Regions from separate parts of the Mus musculus genome. Here region 1 is linked to region 2. Evidence: chromatin contacts called from public HiChIP or PLAC-seq data. All regions are on one chromosome and are shown on one strand. Each heading gives the region's core, a stretch centred on a gene start, on an enhancer-like site or on the middle of the called end of the contact. The rest is flanking DNA. Distances are from core to core; before and after follow the strand shown.

Region 1 (4,200 bases), core at 666-3,165, 270 kb before region 2:
GGTTCATATGATTTCTTGATGACCCACCCTCCTCCTCCTCCTCCCCCTCCCCCTCCCCCTCCCCCTCCCCCTCCTCCTCCCCCTCCCCCTCCCCCTCCCCCTCCCCCTCCCCCTCCCCCTCCCCCTCCCCCTCCCCCTCCCTCTCCTTCTCCTTCTTCTTCTTCTTCTTCTTCTTCTTCTTCTTCTTCTTCCCTTTTATTTTATTTTTTTTTTGGAGACAGGGTTTCTCTGTGTAGTCTTGGCTGTCCTGGAACTCACTCTGTAGACCAGGCTGGCCTCGAACTCAGAAATTCGCCTGCCTCTGCCTCCCGAGTGCTAGGATTAAAGGCGTGTGCCACCACGCCCAGCTCTCCCACCCTACTTCTTAATCCAAGCCAGAGGAAAAAGAACTAACTCACCCCTCCCCGACTGACCATCAGAGATTGTGTATCCTGGAATGCTGGCATTGTAGAAATGATACTGGAGGAGGAGTGGAGGATGAGACTCCATTGGTAGAGTGCTTGTGTAGCGTGCATGAAGCGCTGGGTTTGATTCCCAGCGTGGCATAGGTTGAGCATAGTGTCACATGCCTGTAATCCTGGGACGTGGGAGATGGAGACAGGAGGATCAGAGGTTCAAGACCATCATCAGCTGCAAAGCAAGTTGGATGTGAGGCTAGGGTACACGAGACTGTCTCAGGGAAGAGGGGGAGGAGGAAGGGGAGGAGGAGGAAGGGGAGGAGGAGGAGGAAGGAGAGGAAGATTGTGTAAGGATCAGTATCAGCTCAGGACCCTCAAGACCAAGTTCTAAGCACAAAGATTTATTTGCCCCACAGGGACAAAGGTCAGGGAATAAGACACAAGGACCGGAGGTAGAAGACAAGGAAGAAGGAGAGAGGGCAGGGATATTTGTCCTGGGGGGACAAAGGACAGCCTCTGAATAGAGAGGAGAGAGAAGTGGCCGGTAGGCAAATGCAGTTTATAAAGGGGAAGCGAGAAAGTCCGAGTTGGGATGAGGTGTTTAATTTTGATCGGGGATGTTTGTTATTAGGTGAGCCAGAGGGAGCTTCTGATTGCTGGACTTCAATACTTTGATAGCTGGACCTTGGTATTAAGCCTCAGGAGGAGGAAGTGGCCAAATAAGGGACTAGACCTTGGTGGCTAGCTTTAGGACTGCCATCTAAGAGTTCTTAGTAAGGCAGAGGGAATGGGGAGAAGGGCAAGACCTGCAGAGCCATGTTTGCCATGTTTGGGCCTGCTAGAGTCCCTTCAAGGAGGAAAAGAGGAAGAGGACGAGGAGGAGAGAATAGAAGATGAGAGAAGGGACCATCCGTAGGGTGACATCTGGCTGCACTGTAAGCCACGCATAGGTAAGATGCAGGGAGACTGAGGCTGGAGTACAGGCAAACAGTCAGTAACTGAAGGTTATTACTGTCAAAGCCAAATAAAATAGCCATAGTCTGAGTCTCGCTGGGGATAAGTTTAAATTGGATCAACTGCACCATTGAGTACTAGCTCAGCTGTGGGCACCTTCTAGCTCTAAGGATGAGGAGAGCAAAATTGAGTGCAACCCTGTTTGCAGACACCCACACAGTTGCACTGGAGTTGACAGAGGCAGGCAAGCGAGGTGGCAACTGCAGAGTTAGACCTATAGAGGGGCAAAAGCCCTGTAGGGAGCAAATCTTCATAAGCCATCCTCTGCCAATCAGCTTAGGTCTCCAAACTAGCCAGGAGGAGGAGGGAGGCCGCAGCCTGTTAAACCCAGTGCACGGATCCCAGTCTCTTCTCAATTGATCTGACATTCACTGAAGTATCTACCTTCGCTGGAGGGCTGCGTGTGGAGTCAGAAGCATCAGCGTCTGTGCCAGCCTCGCCAGCCTCGCCTTTAAACTGTTACATTTCTGTTGACAATCTGGCAGATGTTTCAGCTCACCAGCCCGATGAGTCATGCCCAGAGCAATGGATCAAGCAGAAAAACAAACATACAAAAGAGCAGAAGGAAAGAAACAGCTCCTGTTTTATCACATTTATGCCCCCTAGGGTGCCTTGTCCTTAATTTAAACAAAGATCCCGTGAGGTTGGCAAGATTGTGAACTCAGCTTCTCAAGAGGCAGAAAACTAGGCACAGATGCTAGCTGGTTATCTAGGACAGAACAGGAGTCAAGTTCTGGGAAGCTAGGACCCTGGTTGGTGACCTTAGGAACACCTTTGACAGGGTAGCCGGTGTGATGCTGTCTGTACGATGCTGCCTGTGTTTTCTGTGTCATCTGGTCACTGCTCAGATGTGTCCGATGCTGAAATGTCCCGCTGTCTTTCAGGAGTGAAGAGCTGGCCCAGCTGGGACAGATTGTAAGGAGGAACATGACTCTAGGTTGTCAAGGAAGAAGAGGAGGAAGGGGGACATTGAGAAACCACTTTTGTCTACAGAGAGCCTTCTGTGGCTTTACTCTGGAGCAGGGGCAGGTTTTCTATTGGCTTTGCTAGGGGATTCTTTCTATTCTCTCACAGACAAACCCTGAGCCCAGTTGGAAGAGAATGGATAGCCGGCTCTTCAGTGTTCTGGATTCAGCATTGTAACCTGAAATAGGGTTGGCTCTTGCCATACTGTTCCTCTTGTATATTTCTCAGAGGCCACTTTCCTTGAGTTTGCGGAAGGAGAGGGAAAGGGAACTGGATCCTATTTTGATCTCCCCCCCCACTCCGGAGGCATAAAGGACATAGAAGTCACAACAATCAGAAGGTTCCTGAAAAGTCTGTAGGCCTGGGTTTGATGCCTTGTTCTGCCAGTTTCCCATCTTAAACTAACCTCCACGTACCACACTTCAATGTCCCTTGTCTTGTAACTGAACATTGTTAGCCTGACTGGTTCCTGATGTGAGTCTTCAGGAGGGCAATGGAGACTGAGCAAGCACCATGCCAGTCAGGGCTGCCTCACTCAGCCATCTTGGGTCTCATTCTATGAATGACCAGAGTAAAACCTCAGCTGTGTCTTCCCACAGTGACATTGCCACCATTGAAACACTCTATTGGGGTTCAGCCTGTTGTGTCTGGGAGTTCAAAGCTGGGTGGGGCATCGCCTGCGAATTGGGCGATATTCATGGAGCAACAATCCTGATCTCCCCACGTCTCCCCCATGATGACCTCTACCCAGAGCACCTGGTGCTGATGTTAACCCTCCAGAGTGGTCATCCAGGGCTTCCAGGTGACACACAGTGGTTGAGGAGTTTCCTCGATCCCCGTATTGCATATGCTGAGATTATCAGGGTAGGAACTCACTAACTCTCCCTCCATCCAACGTGCAGTGAGGGAAGGTCCTGAGCTGTTTAAGCCATGACTTGATGGACTGCTCAGTGTGTGACTGATCCTGGGACTGACACATGATTTTCCTTCCTCTTTCTTCAAATGACTCATCTGGACCAAGAGGACAAGACAGTCCAAGTCCGAAAGAGTCGAACCTTCTCATTCTACCCTGGAGAAGCGAAGTGGGGAGAGGGCTTGCCACCCCAATGCAGGATTTGACAGGAATCTGTGCAGGCTGGCATGCCCTGGGATGTCTCTTGAATGGTACTGCTGAGACCTATCATGGTCATAGTAGGAGGAAGGGGACTAGGGACTGTCAAAATCTGTAGCTCACAACACTGAATTGAAGCTATAGTCTTCACAGAAAGAGCTGTTTTATTTGGTCATTTCTACATGTGCGTATCTATGCGTGGTTTGTACCTACAGAGGTCAGAAGCACCTAATCCCCATGGATCTGGAGTTACAGGCAGTTGTCAGTTGGCAGCTGCCAGATGTGGGTGCTTGCAATGGGACTCATCTCCTATGGGAGGGCAGCAAGAGCTCTTAACCACCGAGTTAGCTTTCCAGCCCTCCACAGGTCCGCACAACAGGAATACTGATATGGAGGGTTCCTGAGGTGCTTTTGGTTCAAGTTCGTTTAGTTAAATTTAAATTCTTTAAGAGGAGACATTTCAACTTTACCATAGCATTTCTGAACCACTTATGTATCATATCTAATAAGATAATTGTATGAATCTTAAAGAACTTTAAAAAAAAGCACCCCAATTTATATTCCACTTGATACTCATAATCCAATACAGTACCATTTTGACATAATTGTATAAATGTCACCGAGAAACGGTGTGATAGCACTATCTATGTGGTATCCTGACTTTTTCATGCAGGCAAGTTGGAAGAAATCCATATTCAAGAGAAAAGTAGT
Region 2 (4,323 bases), core at 749-3,248:
GACTGAGATTTCTTTGTGCATACTCACGTAAAATCATTCAACAACAACAACAATCCATCTAATGCGCTGAACTTTCATAAGATGGGAGGGCTGTTCATTACTCCCTACAATTAGGAGGTAAAGATCCCTACGGACAAAAACTCAAAGAGGGTGAGAGAGAAGAAACTCAGGGTCTCTTTGGGTTCTCTGGGATCCTTAGCTCATCCAAGTGACAGGCAGATAAGGACACCAAAACTCAGACTGGCGACAGAAAAGCTCCAGGCCTCACTGCATGCACACAGTTGGCTGAGTATACTAGAGACACAGGCAAGTTGCAAATCCTTGTTTGATGACACGGGGAAATTGACTTTACCATGTGAGCTTCAGTTTCCAGACTAACATACTTTATATTAGAGTGATTTTTAGCTACATCTGCTGAAGATGCAATAAAAAATGCTCAAACAATAAGAACACATTATTATCTCATAAAGTAAGACTAGAATCAGGTGTCTTTAGGCTTATTGAGTTGAAAGATCAATGACATCACCAGAGTTCAGACTGTTCCCAATTTTCTGCTGTCCCATCCGCAAAATGCCCACTTTGTCTTACAATCCACCTGGCCTAATAGTCCCAAGAGAGCTGCAACAGGAAGACGCCTATGAAACAAAGAGAAGGAAAGAAGATGTCAGGTCCAAAGAAAACTCTATTTCCCCAAATTCTGGCAATTAGACATTCCTCAGGAACGTTTGAAGCTGGATCCCCTCTGCCAGTGATAAAGTTTCCCTTATCACTGGCATGCTGAAGGATCAAATGACTGTCTGCGGAGGCTACTAGCATACCAGAGCACACACCGGCCTCTAGTGTCCCTCAGCATCACAAATTCCTGTTACACACCTCAGAGCCCATGCTGGCATCCTGGCACTTCTCAGCTCTCCTCGTGTCCTCTGCCGCTCTCTCTTGTCTCCTGGCCAAATCCTCTTTCTCTCTCCCTTTCCCTCCTCCTTCCTCCCTTTCCCTCCTCCCTCCTCCCTCCCCCCTCCTCCCTCTCCCTCCTCCCTCTCCTTTCTCCCTCCTCCCTCTCCTTCCTCCCTCTCCCCCTCCTCCTTCCTCCTCCCTCCTCCCTCTCTCTCTGTGTTCTTTCTTTTTCTCCCTCTCATGGCCCTTACCTCTCTCTGCCTCTCCTCTCTTCTCTCATAGCCAAGTCACTCTGCTGGCCATGGTCAGTCTACTTTGTCTCTCTGCTCTAGACTCTTCCAGATCCCTCTGGCTGCTTTCCCCTTCATGTCTACAACAAAAACCTTCTGTTCAACCATACTTTAGAGTGGTCATGCCATCAGTTTATACATCTGTTGCCAAAACTCCCAGTTTATACAGAACAAGGTGGGGAGGGATGAAAGAAGTAAAGAAGGAAGGGAGGAAGAAAAGAAGGGAAGGAGGGAGGGAGAGAGGGCGGGAAGGAGACAATGAAGTACATTTAGGTAGGATTGCTCATGTCTCTAATCCCACTACTCAGGAGTTAGAGTCAAGAGCAACATAACTCATGGCTAACCTGGGCTATGCATATGTATAATATGTCTATGTATATATGTGTATGTGTGTGTATGTGTATGTGTATATGTATATGTATAACAGGATCATGTTATACAAATTCTTGATGAGAGTCCAAAGGACTCGAATTAGCATATATTAGAGATACCTGCAGATAAATGCTTATTGTAGAATCCCTCATAAAAGTCAGGTTATGAAATCAGCCCGTGTGTCCACCAACAGATACAGAGATAAAATAAACTTGGCTATATATACAATGCAGTGCCATTCAGCTGTTGGATGGAGGAAAACATGTTCTTTACCATAAAGTGAAAGGGACTCTAGACTGTGTTAAGCCAGGAACAGAAAGACACATATCAAACATGTTTAGACCCTAGTTCCCAGGGGACAAATGCTCCTGTGAAGAGAAGGCCATTATTAATGAGAGCCAGAAAATGGAATCTATCCCAAATTGCTAGCAGCAGCATGCTGTAACCTGACACTGGAGAACCACAGTGGCACTGGGTGACTCAAGATTCACAAGGCTTCTCCAAACAGGTTCTTAAAGGTAATGATACAAGTTTTTCATTGGAGTTTTAGTTTTTCTTTTGCCTCTAATTTTAATCAATGATACAATTGTCAAAAAGAAGCAGTCTTTCTCTTTAACACATAAAGCATCAGGGTGCTTCTGTCTGGGATCAAGTAAGCAAACACACGGTACGCCGAGGCCAGAGGTGCTCGTGACTCAGTCTCACTCAGCTGAACACCACTAAGCACCATATGGTTCTGATTATAATGGCTTTAAGTTGTTTTTCTTCTTAGTCATAGATCGTGTCATTTATGCTCCTGTGGCCGGTGATGACAAACACAAAGAATGAGGAAGGCTCATTTTAGAACAATAGAGGATTAATGAGGAGCATAAAATAATCATAGTTTCAAGGAATGGCCTCAAAATGACCTGCGTGCACCCTGTAACTCACCCACCAGAATGCTTATTTTTAAATGTAACTAACTGTCTCTGGCACTACAAGAAGTGGCTATCTAAAAAACAAAAAACAACTAACTACTCTAGCTAGGCTCTGGTAGAGTGCTCACTATACATAAGACCCTGGGTTCTAGCTGAAGGATAAATATGGATAGATGACAGAGCAACAGATAGATAAAAAAGATAGATAGATGATAGATAGATAGATAGATAGATAGTAGATAGATGATAGACAGATAGATAGATGATAGATAGATAGTAGATAGATGATAGATAGTAGATAAATGATAGATAGATAGATAGATAGATAGATAGATAGATAGATAGATAGATAGATAGATTAGATAGATTAGATAGATAGATAGTCATCTTGGCTTTTTGTTCATTGGTCTATCTATACTTCACACACACCATGCAGAGGACTGTTAATGGTTTTAAAATTCGGAAGGTAATTCTTGATTTTAAATACAATTGTGAAAGCAGTTTAAGCCAGAGAGGAAAGGAAACAGCACACTGAGCAGAAAATGTCACTGTGTTAAGTTTTCATTCTCCCTTCTGTGTGAATAAGGAGAACTCAAACCTTTGAACAGTCTTAACCAAGAACCCAGTTTGCAGCTTTCAACCCTGGATGTTCAAAGACTCCCCTGGGAACCTAGTCCTGAAAACCCTAATTCAGTTTCTCTAGGGTGAGGTCTGGGAAGAACATTTATGTCTCATCCAAGGTGGTTCTAGTGCACCCACCCTAACTAAGCAACTGCTCCTTCCTTTGACTGTAGGATTATATAACAAAAACAAAAAAATTACACACACACACACACACATACACACCCCATGGAGATCGATCAAGAGCTGCATTTGAACTTCAGCACCTCCTGTCTATAATAGAGACCTGTCAGCACTGAGGTCTCTTCTGTAACACCAGAGCACTAAGCCCTTTCACCTCTCCTGCCCTGTTCATTACTAGATAATATCATGAATCGTGATAGCGCAACAGTCAGAAAACCATCACGGCATTGTGATCACAGCAAATAAGCAAGGAAGCGTGGCTGGAGGACAGATGGTGGTCTTTGCTATGTGGGTAAAGAGCGGGTAAGGTCCAGGGATAAAGAAGACCTGAGCCACACACAGCCGGGAAAGGTCCCAAGAACCATCTTTTTTCCAGGCTCCCGTCTGGAAGTATCAGTAACAGTTGGCACACCATTTCTGCAGGAGGTGCTCTTCCCTTAGCACAAGCACACCCTTCCTTATTCAAGGCCAAGGAGCAAAGTATTCCATCAGGTACAGGTTGATCCTTTCCTTAAACAGAAAGGTTGGGGTGGGTGGGGTGGGTTTGGTTCCGTTTGCTTTGGTTTCCTTTGTTTTGGTTTCGTTTGAGGCCATCTCAAAATGCTCCTCGCTCTAGACAGACTATTGAAGATTTCACTGAACCTCACGCCTGTCAGTTGATACATGGCTGTTCTGTAAGTCCCTCGAAGTGGAGAGAGCAGGTCAGGATTCTTAAGCTCGTCAGAAATGTCCGTCCTTCACTGACTAGGTCACAGGTTTCAGGAGACAAAAACAACAACAAGTGCGGGCTGGTTTCGTGGTTTTGTTTTCTTCTGTACACTGGATGATCACTCTCTTAAGTGGTTTGGATGCCCTGCTTTGTCCACACCCGCAGGCTGCCTGGAGGTCATAGCTGATGTGTGAGGTTTCTGACTCCCTGCAGAGGCCGTGCCTGTGCCCGATACAGTGAAGACGTTTCCGCCTACTCATCCTCAAGGCTGGCCAAGTAGGGGGCCTGGGAGATGGTCTGTGTGTTGTGCGCTTGCTGGACAAGCATGAGGATTTGA

What was found. HiChIP or PLAC-seq counts read pairs in DNA pulled down with a chosen protein or histone mark.
Region 1: a contact with region 2 is called in a FOXA1 HiChIP or PLAC-seq map of pancreatic cancer cells. The contact joins two enhancer-like sites. A contact is called at or near these places in 6 of 484 Hi-C or Micro-C datasets (the MNK3 cell line, adipose-derived mesenchymal stem cells, embryonic fibroblasts and 2 more), 2 of 115 datasets of contacts at active chromatin or transcription factors (SST interneurons and pancreatic cancer cells) and 1 of 9 other capture datasets (embryonic stem cells).

The regions. Positions count from the first base shown.
Region 1 is chr15:58,744,801-58,749,000 of GRCm38.p6, reverse strand. No RefSeq gene overlaps it. Among named protein-coding and RNA genes, the nearest start is that of Gm41329, 13 kb to the left of the region's middle. Within about 2 kb of position 1,915, at least 60 of the 459 cell types and tissues checked have an H3K27ac peak or open chromatin away from gene starts, as enhancers often do. A contact at or near this core is called in pancreatic cancer cells, where this site is marked.
Region 2 is chr15:58,478,501-58,482,823 of GRCm38.p6, reverse strand. No RefSeq gene overlaps it. Among named protein-coding and RNA genes, the nearest start is that of Fer1l6, 29 kb to the left of the region's middle. Within about 2 kb of position 1,998, at least 58 of the 459 cell types and tissues checked have an H3K27ac peak or open chromatin away from gene starts, as enhancers often do. A contact at or near this core is called in pancreatic cancer cells, where this site is marked.